3 separate regions of the Mus musculus genome follow, and regions 2 and 3 are each linked to region 1. A link is a contact called in public Micro-C and promoter capture Hi-C data. All regions are on one chromosome and are shown on one strand. The core of a region is the stretch at or near the end of the contact, and the rest is flanking DNA. Distances in the headings are between cores, read along the strand shown. Region 1 holds the start of Evx1 (even-skipped homeobox 1). Region 2 overlaps Jazf1 (JAZF zinc finger 1). Region 3 holds the start of Creb5 (cAMP responsive element binding protein 5).

The links. Promoter capture Hi-C pulls out the DNA fragments that hold promoters and counts their contacts. A called contact is a pair of places that touch in the nucleus more often than the background predicts.
Region 2: a contact with region 1 is called in a promoter capture Hi-C map of embryonic stem cells, with 3 times the contacts expected there. The contact joins the enhancer-like site here to the promoter of Evx1 in region 1. A contact is called at or near these places in 5 of 39 promoter capture datasets (embryonic stem cells, liver, neutrophils and 1 more), 4 of 115 datasets of contacts at active chromatin or transcription factors (bone marrow-derived macrophages, embryonic limb bud, embryonic stem cells and 1 more) and 2 of 9 other capture datasets (adipose tissue and liver).
Region 3: a contact with region 1 is called in a Micro-C map of embryonic stem cells, with 6 times the contacts expected there. The contact joins the promoter of Creb5 here to the promoter of Evx1 in region 1. A contact is called at or near these places in 4 of 39 promoter capture datasets (embryonic stem cells, hippocampal neurons, liver and 1 more), 4 of 484 Hi-C or Micro-C datasets (all in embryonic stem cells) and 1 of 9 other capture datasets (liver).

What each region holds. Positions count from the first base shown.
Region 1 is chr6:52,311,943-52,316,260 of GRCm38.p6, forward strand. Evx1 (even-skipped homeobox 1) reads left to right here and starts at 1,556. Exons shown (of 3, transcript NM_007966.4): 1 at 1,556-2,329; 2 at 3,796-4,052. The coding sequence starts at 1,903. It overlaps Evx1os (even skipped homeotic gene 1, opposite strand), which reads right to left and starts at 2,890. Exons shown (of 4, transcript NR_038163.1): 1 at 2,829-2,890; 2 at 1,362-1,628; 3 at 811-888.
Region 2 is chr6:53,014,957-53,019,621 of GRCm38.p6, forward strand. All of the region lies in intron 1 of Jazf1 (JAZF zinc finger 1), which reads right to left. Among named protein-coding and RNA genes, the nearest start is that of Gm33219, 41 kb to the left of the region's middle. Within about 2 kb of position 2,600, at least 15 of the 459 cell types and tissues checked have an H3K27ac peak or open chromatin away from gene starts, as enhancers often do. A contact at or near this core is called in embryonic stem cells, where this site is marked.
Region 3 is chr6:53,285,996-53,290,187 of GRCm38.p6, forward strand. It overlaps Creb5 (cAMP responsive element binding protein 5), which reads left to right and starts at 1,308. Exons shown (of 11, transcript NM_001327821.1): 1 at 1,308-1,378.

The DNA of each region.
Region 1 (4,318 bases), core at 306-2,805:
AGGAGAGAAATGGAAAGCCAGAGTCGTTTTCCTAAACCTCTGGCTTCCTCCATTATTTCCATAATCCTAAATCAGCCAGATTGAGGGAAGGGTAGAGAGAAACTGAGAAAAGGGTAGGAGACAGAGGACAATGAGGGAATCACAGGAACTTTCTTAGAAGCTGGGGCTTTGCCTTGGGACACAGGAGTTTTTATCCCCACCCCCCGCTTCTTCAGCTAAGAGGGCAGGCTGCTCACTAGTGGAAAATATTGCAGGGGGAGCCAGAGAGGGGGATGGAGGAGCTAAACTCGGAGGGTGCTCACCTCTGCCCCTCAATCTGGCCCACCTGCCAGGCTCCGCAGGAGATTCTTCTACTCCTTCTCCCAAACACCAAGTCCCAGAATTCCACAGGTCCAGACCTTCACCTCCTCAGAGGATTAGCCTAGTCCCTTCACCCCGCCTACTGCCTGTTTTTGTTTTTTGTTTTTGTTTTTTGTTTTCCCCATGACATTTCAACAACTTTCTCTCCTACCTCTAGCTTTGGACACAGAAAATCTCTTTTGGGTAGAGCCCAGGAGAGGACCCTGCAAGCTCAAACCCTGCTGATACTCTTTGCCACACAATCTACCCACAGCTGCCCTAAAACCATCAGAGAAGGCCAGCACCTTCTACCTGGGCTCCTTCCGTACTACCAGAGCAGGGGGCCGGATTGCCAGCTCCTTTTCATTAGAACACGCCGTTTGTGGCAGAATTCGTTGACTCTGTAGAAATACCTAAAATACAGACAGAAAAAGAAAGGCCAATCTTAGACCCTTTCCCTAACCGACATACCTGAAATAGCCCGGAGATAAGCCAAACCAAAAGATGTTTTCTTCTATGAAGAGCCAATCCAAATTCAAATCAGGCCATCTAGATAGAGATAATTAACAACAACAACTCATTGAACACTTCGAATTTTAGCCAGGTGATCTGGGTGGGGAGAGATTTTTCTTCTTCTTCTAAAATCGAGGAACACTGTGTTAGCACACAAGGCCGGTTCTCAAAGGGGAAAACGATATCTTTTGGCTGTTAGGGGATGAAAATAAAGTTTGGTTCTTAGGAGGGAGACAGATGGGGTTGGGGAGATGAGGGAGGAACGGGTACTTTAGGCTCAAGCTCCCCAGACAACTGAGGTGGAGGGTACCTTTTCAGTAGCTGGTTAAAAAAAAAAAAAAAAAAAAAAAGACAAGCGGTTGTATTAATACTCAGAAAACCTGGGTTTGTAAACAGCTTCCAAAGAGTAGCTATGGATTCTTTCATTAGTATTAGATCTAGACACCAGGTTAAGAAAACAGAAGTCAAAACAACAATAAAATAAAATTTCAAAAGCATTTTTCAATTACCAAGTCCTGTTGCCCCTGTGGAACTCGCTGCGCGCCTTAAGCGCTCCCTTTTCTGTGTGCGGAATTCCATTTGCATCCTCTGTGTCTGGGTGTCTCCCTTTCCCAGTGTGTGTGTCTCTCTGTTTTCACACTCTCCTCCCCATTCGAGCGAGGCCCACACCTGGCGCATCACTGCCGAGCCATTAGCTGCGGGTCTCCTTTCATCTTCACTGTGGCAGACGTTTCTATTTATCCACTTGCGTTCGCCGAGTGGCGTCACCAGCGGTACTGTAATGACGATTGCAGCAGGAGGATGACAGCTTAGAAAGAAGAGGGCAATGGGGCTTCCTCCCAGAGGCGGTGCGGCACAGAGGAGCGCTCGCATCACAAGGTGACCCTAGCTCCCCACTGCCATCTCCGCGGTCGCCGTCGACACGGCGCTGGGGCTACCCGGCGCCTGCCTTGTCGCCTTAGCTCCTCTTCTCAGCCAAGATCCCAGGGAGCCTGGGATTAGGAGCTTACTTGGGGGTTTTCCCCCTCCCCCCCTCTGGAGAGTCCGGGGATGGAGAGCCGAAAGGACATGGTTATGTTTCTGGATGGGGGTCAGCTTGGCACTCTGGTTGGTAAGAGGGTCTCTAATTTGTCCGAAGCCGTGAGCAGCCCGCTGCCTGAACCGCCAGAGAAGATGGTGCCCCACGGTTGCCTGAGCCCGCGAGCCGGCCCTCCGACTTCCCGGGAGCGTGGCGGGGGAGGCCAGGAGGAGGAGCCGGTCGATGGACTAGCAGGCAGTGCTGCAGGGCTGGGCGCCGAGCCACGGTCTGCTGGAGCGGCCATGCTTGGCCCGGGACCCCCAGTCCCCTCCGCGGACAGCCTCTCTGGCCAAGGGCAACCTAGTAGCTCAGACACCGAATCGGATTTCTATGAAGAAATCGAGGTGAGCTGCACCCCAGACTGCGCCACCGGGAACGCCGAGTACCAGCACAGCAAAGGTAGCCACCTTGCCCCTCCGCTCCCCGGTCCGCCCACTCCACCCACAGTTCCCTTCATCTCAGGCCAGGTGCAAGATGCTCCTTTCCCTTGGGGCAGGATGGCTGGGGGTTGGGTGAGTGGGGCGGGGGCACCTGAACAACTCTTTTGCTCTCTGCACCTTAGTGTGTGTGAGGGCTCTCGTGTTATCCCATTAGAGTGACAGTTGTGCCTGGACGAATGTCAGCGTTGGCACAAGTCTTGACTTGAGGGGTCCAAAACGCACCCCAACCTCCCAACCCCCGAGTTTTGTGGGAATGATTCAGCTAAGACGGAAAGACACATCCGTCGGGTAGGGCAAGATCAAACGGTTGTCCGGGCAGTTTGACTGGAGGGGAGCAAGGCACAAGGAGGCGCGGAAGCCCGGAGAATATAAAGGACCGTAAAATCGTGGCGGACTCTGGTCTCCGGAGGGCTGCAGCCCTCCGACCAGTTTGCACGTCGGTCAGAGGTCCAAATTACCTTGTCACTTCCCGGGCTGGCGGCGCCAGGTCGGAAATGGTCCCAATGGTCTAATTGCCTTTGGTCTCCGGTTGCATTTGAAAAGGCGGGGATTGGGCCCTCCCCCTCCCTCTTTCCCTCAGTCTCACTTCTCCACCCAAAGGAAAAGCAGCTGCAGGGGGGCTGGAGCCCCACCCTCCTCTGGGGTGGGTCTAAGGGGTTGGTACTTTAATTACACTGCTCCTTCTCACCAGGGGCTAATGGGAGTGGGGGTGGATAGCTCAGAAGGGAGTCTCTCTATACCAACAATATCCACTCCTAGGAATGAAAGACTGGAAGCCCATCAGCAGACACACCTCCACAAAACCATGGGAATGGGTGGGAAAGGCTTGCCTCTACCTCTAGGCCTAGGCAGCCAACACCACCTTGTTAAGTATCCACCTCCATCTCCTATCATCTTATCATCTATCTAACCCAGCTTCTCTACCATACCATGTCCTCACAACCCATACTCAAAATATACCACTCCTGCAATAGGTGCAACCCAACACACATCCCCACACCTGGTACTGGCATACTGGTGCACACACACACAAGATCGAGGAAGCTCACTGTATGTCCAACAAGCTACAATACATTAACCTCAAGAATTCAGTGTTCCGGCACATCCTTACCCATCCCTACCAACACAAGCAGAGAGTTCAGGGGATATGCCCTTTGCTGCACCCAGGGGCAAGCGGAAGGGAAGCCTTTAGACCCAGTATGCCTTAGGTCCAGGTCTTCCAAACAGCCACTTTAAGCCTGCCCCAAACCTTTTCTGTGTCAAGACCTCTCCGGTGAAGCTTCCAGAGCCCCAGCAGAATCAGTGACTGAGGAAGCTAAGGGGTTCTCCTTCTAATGCCCCTCCTCCAGCCTGAAGTCAGCATTTGTTTGTGTATTTGTGTTGTGTCTCTGTATGTGCACCTGTGTGCTCTGGGCTCCTGTGCAGCGCCAGGCTCCGATGCTCTGGGTAGCAGTCCTACCAGTGGCAGCGAGGCCCCCAAGAGTAACGGTGGCAGCGGCGGCAGCGGCTCTCAAGGCACCCTGGCCTGCAGCGCCAGTGACCAGATGCGCCGATACCGCACGGCCTTTACCCGGGAGCAGATTGCAAGGCTGGAGAAAGAGTTCTACAGGGAGAACTACGTTTCAAGACCGCGGAGATGCGAACTGGCAGCAGCCTTAAACCTTCCTGAAACTACCATCAAGGTAGGCTGGGCTAGGATCCTCGAGGTGGCTATGTACCTAGGTTAGTAGGAAGGAGATGTCAACGGTCTACTGCAGCTGAATCGTCTGGGCCTGGACTCTCCAATCTGGTACACTCAGAATTTCCCTCTGACAGTCCATAGTCAGCCACTGCTGCCAAGATTCCCGTCCTTTTCCTAGGCAAACAGACTACGGAGACAGGTGACTGCAAGTGACAGTGTCCCCAAAGAACAGGGAGCCCTAAATCTATGGGAAAATGTCTTTTGCCT
Region 2 (4,665 bases), core at 1,350-3,849, 700 kb after region 1:
AGAGTGCAGCACAAGTAGCTGAGTCGTGGAGTTAAATGGAAAGCAGGCAGAAGCCAATTTTCAATGAAACATGGAGCATTATTAATTGGTTTCTTAGCAACAGCCAGGCTAAAATTACTTAACATGTCTGCTCAATCAGAGGCAAATTTGCGTGTTATCCTTTAAATGTTGATTATACTTGGCCTTTTCAGATGCAAATCCAATGTATAAAGTGAAAGTAAATGTTGACAGTGCTCATACAGAAAGATCCCCCATTCTGGGGTGAGCAGCCTGACTGGAGGAGCTGTCTGGTGGCCATCTTGTTTACTGCCATCCTTCACCTGTCCTCCCTGTCCTGCCTCCAATCCAGAGGATGCATCCTGGACGGCCAACTACGTAACATCACATGGCACTGCTGACTCTCATAGGGGCTCCACGGGAGATGGATGATGCTGTCAGTTTAGAAATAAATCCGGGAGACTGAACTAGGGGATTGCACTTAAGACCAATGTGAATCTTGATGTCCCATTTCAGGCTCACCGTGTAGAGCCCATGGGCCTCAGCACCTGCTTTTCTTTTCTCCCCATTAAGTCCTTTATCACTGCAGAGCACAAGAGGGTGGTCTTTACTCTCATCTTTGGCTTCTTGGTTTCCCAAATAAATATTTTTACTTGCCACAACAACAAAACCCTAAGTCACTGTATCTCCTGAGTGTCAAGCTGCCAGATCTGGGTTTCTTTGTAGATGCACCCCATTCATAGACCTCCCAGCCTCCTCGCGACTCCTATAAATGGTGGCCTTTTGCCTCACTTTCACTTACTCATGCAACACATGTTTGTTGCATACTTATTATTTGCTAGACAATGACCTAGGTGCCAGACACAGTAGTCAGAAAATGTCCCTACTGTTATCCCACTACAAGAAAATGCACTCATAATACAAAACAATAACCTTTCAGGAAGCAATGAGAGCTGAGAAGAGAATAAGTAAGACAGGGGCGGAGGTGGGACTCACAGGCCACTTGAGATGAAGGTACCCATCACTTAGACCTTAAACATAAAAGAGCAAGGCAGGCATAGGTGGGGCAAGCAAATCCTCACCCAGGACAAGAAACAGCATGGAACAGAGAACTGTAAGGAACATGAAAGGGCAACGTGATGATACAAGAACAATCGTGGGCTGTGAGGTTTGTCAGTCAAACCGGACCATTGCTAAGCTCCTTTCTCTGGATGTACTGCAAGACTGTAAAACTAAGCAAAAGTCTGCGGCACAAGAGAAGATAAAGGCAGGGATCCTCATGGGGGTGAGTAGATGCAGCTAACTCCAAAGGGTCTTTCATTTTTCTGGTCAAAGTCTAGTATTCTTTGATTTGAAAATCTTCCTGGCCAAATGGAATCCAGTCTTGAACTAATTGCTCCCAAAAGGAGGTAGAATGTATTTCCCACCCAAAGTTCTGTTGCCTGTGACCTTCTAAAGGTTGGGATTAATGAAGAGATTAGTTGTTTAAAACACTGAATCAACACTCTAGGATATCCTAAGCAGTGATCAGCAACTTAAGGGCATATATTAGGGAAAGTTTGGAAGCTTGCTTTTACATAGCTAGTGGAGTTGACTGCTGCATAGCAGATCAGAGATCTCACACTGGTGGTGTGAGAACTCAGCCATGGGCAGATGGACAGATGGGCAGATCCTTCTCTGAAGCACACAACTTGTCCTAAGTCAGGCCTTAGGTTCCTGAAGCCTTTACGGACTTAACTGAAAATGCCCTTAACCAAACATGCACCCTCATGTGTAATCCATCTCAGGATGTGGTGGCACTGATGGCTTTTGGGGTACACATTTGCCAGGAACTTATGGGTCTAGGAGAACAAGGCTGGAAACAGTAATGATAGTGAGATTTGCAAGAGGAAAGTCTTGAGATTCTAGTAGATTACACAGTATATTTCCAGGTTTGCCCTATGAAACGCTTACATTAATCCTTACAGAGAAATACTGCTAACTCTTAACTTACCCTGAGGATCTAAAGCAGTTGTTCTCAGTCTTCCTAATGCTGTAACCCTTTAATACAGTTCCTCATGCTGTGGTGACCCTGACCATAAACTTATTTTTGTTGCTACTTTACAACTGTAATTTTGCTACTATTATGAATCATAATGCAAATATGTGATATGCAGGACATCTGATTTGTGACCCCTATGAAAGGGTCTTTTGACCCTCAAAGGGGTTAAAGCATACAGGGTGAAAACTACAGTTCTAAAGAACAGCGACAGAAAGGTGCGAGAGTTCTCAGTACATGGTTCCTGGACCAGAGGCACCCCAGTCCCGGGGAACTGTTAGAAAGTACAGCATGTTCACAGGTCTGGCCCCAGACTTAAGAAATTCAAATTTTGGCAGTAGAGTCAAAAATCTGTTTTTTAACAGGCCCTCCAGATGCTTCTGCTAAACCTGAAAACTGCCTGCCATTCTAGGCTAACTCAGTAAGATGTGTGTCTCTGATCTTGAACCTAACACCAGCTTGCTGCAAAGTTTAATCAACAGGAAACCAAAGATCCAAGAGTACCTTCCACACTATCATTGCTTGCATTCAAACTGTCTGAATTCCTGAACACAATGACCTTTTCAAAAGAACCAACCAGTCAGAACACAAGATGCTGAGTCACTTTCTTGGGCTAACCGATCAGTCTAAGCAGAGGATATTCTTCGAAAACTCAGGTTGGAGCAGACCTCTGAGAAGACTCACTAAGTCCTCTGTTCTGACCCAAGGCTGTTTTTCATGAGCCTTCCGCCAGGGCTGTTAGATTCCACCTGGAGGAGCACTGCTTCCTGGGCTGGACAGAGGACAAATTCATCCAGCAGGGCCTCTGTAAATAGTCCCTGAGTATTCACAGAGTATGTGCCTTCTAGCCAACATCTGAGAGAACCAGAGACTCATTTGTCTGTCAGTATTTCTGACAATAATAGGGTGTGATACAGATGTACAGTTGTTACAAACCTTTAAAACAAACAAGAAACCTAGAAGATACTTCAGTCCTTACAAAGGATAGGAAATCTCAGGTCAAAGGGTGGCTCTCAAACTGAATTTTACAAGACAATCACTTGTGATGCCTAATAAAAATGCAGACTTGGGGGTGTGGGGAAGTCTCAATATGAAGCACTGTGATTGAGTTGGTACGGGAAGAGAGGCAGGAATGTGCTTTTTAAACTATGCTTAAGAGATTAAAAATATGTATTTAAGTTATCAACACTGTCCCTTCTGCAGCTGTTCAGGAACTTTGCTAGAGGGTAATGAGAAGATTTTTTATTTCTATATTTAGGGAAATAAATCAATATGGTAGCAAAAAGAACAAGTCCCCCCATTTTCTAAATGCATGCTAAAGCAGTCTTCATTAAACTAATATTTAACCTTTTCTTAATACAAAGGTTAAGCATGATCACTATAAAAAAATCAAGGAGGAATGAGAAGAGATATAATATAAAATACACACCACTTGGTACATTATATTTTCTAGAGAACAAGTTGGCCCTAACACACACACACAATGGGGACAGAATTTAGAAAAAAGTATAGTTATTATGTGTCTTTTAATTGCTAACAACATTATCAACTATCACTCCTTGAGTCTTTTAGATATAAAATAATAGAATGATAAAAACTTTAAGAAATTGAAATTATATTTACATAGCTAGCACACAAGTACAAATATATGTGCCATTTGTAGGAGTCTGCTAAAAATCTGCTTTTTAATAAAGCAATTTGGTGCTGATAATTTTTAGGGATATTTACTAGTTAAGTGAATGCATGCACATTACTAGAGGCAGACACATAGAGAATAAATTGATATAAGTGAAACTTACTAGACCAAGGTTTTCTCATTAAATCCAAAGGGAACCAAAAGACCACTGAAATGAACCAGACTCACCCCTACCTGTTTAACATTCCCATAGTGTCTATAAACAAATTCTTTCAACCCGAAAGTAGTCAAAAAATAAGGGAATTTTACACAATGCACTCACCACAACCTGAGAGCTGAATTCTTGGGCATTTATAAGTGAGGCACTATAAGTATGTGAGTTTAGTTACTGCCCACCTACATCCATATTCCAAAGCTTGTAATGGCTTCAACACTTAGCTGTTGCTGGAACACAAGATGCTGAGGAACAAACTGTGCGTAGTATTAAGGGTTTGGTTAGGGCCAAGTGCAACAGGACATGAATGAAGTCTATGCATTCTCTAAAGCAGGACTCAGGAGTCAACAGAAGTCAGCCTGGTAGAGTGATTTCTGAAAATGAGGCTCACTCACCCTTCCTCTGTCTTTTTGTCTTCCACAGTACCCCTGTGCTCATAAACACAAGAGATCACAAAGAATATCAAATTCATGGATGTTAGCCAAAGAACAGAGATATACACCTGAGACCTCTCACTGTTGGGAATAGTGAAGCTAGGTATGCTAGGAAATTTGTCCTTTGAGAGTGACAGGGCATGGTCCCATAGAGGGCACAGCATGACCCTTACCTGGTGAGCTCTTCAGAAATAAAGACTCCTAGTCCTCAAATCAAACAGTGGTTAAGTTTTTCATTCAAATCCATACAAAAATGTCAGAACCTATCATATCATGGTAGTCTCGAGGTCCAATTGTTCAGGGTATAAAAGCTATCAGTTACAGTAAGGCTGGGAACATTCAGCAC
Region 3 (4,192 bases), core at 58-2,557, 970 kb after region 1:
TTCCTAAGCAAAGATCCAACTCCCAGCCAGCAAGCTCTTAGTTGAAGTTCTAACCAGTCAGCCATCAGAAAAGAATTAATATGCCTGATTCTACCAAGGAACCCAGGTGAGATCTGGGGTTAGACATGCGCTAGAGTGGTCCCTGATGATCAGGAGAGCTCCTAGCCTTCTGAGTCTGTCTGCCTCAGCTCAGCTGTGAAATAGAGATAATTACAACACACTCCCCGCTTTTCCTTATTCTGTCAAAGTCATATGAGGAAGAAGAAAATGGTGTGGCTTCAAGTGTTTGGCAAAGTGTGAGCTGTTGTTGGATGACAGTGGTCATTTCGAACAGGCTTTCAATGCTCCCCAAAGGGAGAGAGAGCTTCCAAAAGGAAATCTAGCCCTTGCCAGGGATGAGGAAGGTGAGAGCGGTGGCTTCTGGCCCATGCTGAAAAAGGTCAGTCCTCTTTTCCCTTTGCAGACCTGGCCCTAGATCCTGTATTCTAGCCCTGGCTCGACTGCTTCCCAGCCGGCGAGCTTGGGCCAGTAGCAGAGGCTCTGGAAGCAATGGCCAGGGCCCTTCCGGCGCTGACGCGGAGTCTAAATCCGGCTCATCATTTGGCTCTTGGCTGAGATTCGCCTTTCGCCTTTAGAGAGATTCTCTCACAGGTCAGCACATGCAAGGTGCGAGACCAGGGAAGGCTGTGTGTAGTCCTACTGAGTGTGCACAAGAAGTTATATGCCCTTGAGCGTGATGAGGAGAGGGGCGGCGAAATGGAGATACTAAGAAGCCAGCATGCAGAGAACGCTGCAATGAGGTCATGGCTGTCACAGGCAAAGGATCTGGGTATCTTCGGTGGCTGGGGTAGGGAAGTAGGAAGTGGCCTGCATTTGTAAGTGTAAATGTCTCTTTCTACCTCCTTCAGCATCCTTACCACCTCATGCACACACCCCAAACCTTACTTCTTTCTGACCCTACAGACACTTCTTGCAGAAGAGCTCGTGCCGGTGTCTCCTGCGTGGCTCTGTTTGAAACCTTCAGGATTGTTTCCAAGCTGACTCACACCACTAATGTCGGGGGGCCGTGTTACTCGGCGCTGGGCTGTGCAAGCTGTTGCTTGCGCGATCGCGGACGCCGCCGCAAGCACCCGGGTCCGCTCGAGGGGCGGGATTTGGGCGGGGCGGAGACCGGGCCCGCCCCCTCGGCGTGCGGGCCCCGCCCCTCTCTCCCTCCTTTTCCCCAACGGACCGCAATGATTTAGAAGTTCAGGAATCCCACGTGACGTCACCGGGGGGGTGATGTAATGCACTCTAAATAGAATGTATTGTAATCTTTGCTCAGTCCAACGTGGTCCCTTCACCCGGGCTCGGCTCTTGCCTTCTCCACACTTGTTTGGTAAGTTCCTAAAAATACGGCGCGGCCACTTCTGGGCCTTTTGCATTTAGCCACTTTCGCTGCACTTGCCGCGCGAGCCGACTCCGGAGCGTCCTTGTTTGCAGGGGTTGGTTCATCGCTGCAGCCGCGAGGTTACTTAGTCCAATGGGCAGGTCACAGGGCAAGGAGTAGAAAGGATGCGATGCATTTTTTCCCCCTTGATTTGTGTTTGTAAACACTTTGGCGGATCAGAAGGAAGTCCGGCCCCAATTGCTGGTGGACTGTGGAGTTGTGCTGTGTCCTGTAGTCACCCAGAGACCCCACGCCGTGTCCGTCCCGGAGCGCTTCTTGGTGATTGCTGCGCCGTGCGACTGGAGGGATGCTGAGTGGAGCCAGCGCCGTGTCCGACCCAGTGTGCGTGCGTGTATGGGAGCGCGCGTGAGTTTCCCTGACACGGGGAACAGTTATGAATCGGGGGTGTATGTTTGCCTCCAGAGCCCCGGCATGGTGTGGAACCCTTCTGAAGTGTGGTCAAGCGGCGGTGGTGGTGGCGGCGGCGGAGGCGGCAGTGGTAGCAGCAGCAGCAACAGACCAGGAACCTGGAGCCTCCTCGCATCCCGTTTCTCAGTGATGCAGCGGAACCCCGGGAGAAAGTTAGCAAACTTCCAACCGTTGCGGCAAAGTCGCCTGGTCACCTAGGGGCAGCCGAGCGAGTTCGCAGGGGGTTCTCCCTCTCCCGGGTGCCCAGCGGCCGCTGCCAGTTCTCGCGACCGGCCGCCGGCTGCAGCGGGAGGGTCGGTTGCCTTGGAGGGGGACTTGACTTTCGCTCCAGGCGCTCCAGCTCGAGAGTGCTCCGCAGCCCTCGCCTTCACTCCTGCAGCCGCCTCCCGCCTCCGTCCCCTTTGCGCTGGCACTCTTACTTCTTCCGGGCTGCTGCCCCAAATGACAGCTGGGGCCCGAGCCGCACTGCACCCAGGCGGTTCTCAGGACCGGGCGACAGAGTCTGCCTTTGAGCCAGATTCTTTATCGAACCGCTTAAACTTTTCACAAAGTTCTTAAAGGGTTGAGACAAGCAGACACCGCCCCCACTAAGCCACTTTAGAGGGACTATAGCCCGCTTTAATTTTTCATTTATTTTCTAGTCATAGATTTATTTCCAGGGAGTGTCTAGTAGAAAAAGCTCCAGCTTTCCCTGGACGAGTGCCGCCCCCACTTGATGCTGGTTCAACGCTGGGAACTAGAGTGGGCTACTTGTACATCGTTGTCAGTATCAGCAACGCTTGCTTGGTTTTTTATTTTTCCCTCTTCCTGACATGTGTCAAAGAATAAAGGCTGGCTACAGGTCCATTACGTCATTCTGCAGGCCAGTAAGTGTTTTATTAAGGGCTTCAGATATTCAAGGGTTTGGGGGCTCAGAATGCTGTCAAAGCAACTATGCCCCCATCCCCCGGGGCAATTGCGGGTTCTCTGGACACAGCTATTGCCCTCTCTTTCCCTACCCCTCTTCCTCCATCCCTCTCCCGCCCACCTCGTTATCACTCGGCCTGCCCCCGCCTTTTACAGTTTCCCCCAGGGGGAATGCTGTCCCAGGAGTGAGCTGAAGAGCTTCTGGTGCCTGAGCGAGCTCAGTACCTGATGAACGCTCAATCTGCCCTTTTCTATTATTTAAGAAAGGCACTATCCAGGCCCGTTTTTCCCACGCGAGAATGTTCAGCCTGGATAGAAAAATCCCTGGAAAGGTTTAGAAGCCTTATATGCTAATAGCTTGTGCCTGCAGTGACTTAGGAAAGCAATAAGCCACAGCTAAGAGCCCAGAGCCCCGTGAACCGAGCCTAGGAGAAGGATGAAGGACCTGACTAAATCAGGTTTAGCGGGAAAGGATCTAGATTTGACATTTTATTTCCAAAGTCAAGGAAGTGTCTGAGAGCTGAAAGTACCATACAACACTTTGCTGCTGCTGCGCGCGGTACTTTCTTATCCTTATCCTTGAGTTTCTATGTTTGTAGAGGAAGTTAAACGCCCAATTTAGAGAACTGAGTTCTTCCCCACTTGCTCTTTAAAAGAACACCAGCAGCAAAAACACCACCACGTGTGACTTGTTTCGGGGACAAAGAGTGAAAACTTTTGGGCGTGAGTGAATAATGATAGCAGAAATCCAGTAAAAACAGACAGAGGCAGAAGCTTTGGGCTGGGGGACAAGGTGTTTGAAGGCGTTTTGATTTGGAGATGGAGGAAGCTAAGTAGAGGAAATTTTATGTTCTAAATAGGTGGCATTCTTGAAGAACACGTGTTTGGTTATAATTAGATCTACTTTCTCCAACATACTCTGGCCATAGAGCAGGCTTTGTGGAGCTCGTGGCTGGAGATCGCTTGACACCCCTTCTTCAAGTTTGTGGCAGCATTATTTATTGGCATCTAGCGATGAAGTGGCATAAGTCTCCTATGGGAAGCATGGGCATTGAAAATGTTAAAATTCTTGTTTGTGATGCAGAGACCTAAAGGGGAAAATGGGCAGGTCACGGGCCCTGGACAGTGTGATTAATGATCACTGATTTAGTGATCAGTGATTAGTGGTTTTATTCAAACTGTTACCTCTGACCAGAAGCACACATCAGAGGATTAACAGGCTCTTTAGATAAATGCTCATTAGTGGAAGGGGAACAGCAAAGATAATAGGCATGCACCCAGGGACAACTTTCGAAGAAAATCATTCCCGTCTTCAGAATAATAAGCTCTGTTAACAGAAAGCCCTTTTAATTTAAAACTTGCTTTTATCTTGTAAATCAAAGTTAGATGTAAAAGTTTGTAGTGCCATTATAACCTAAATTTTCCCAT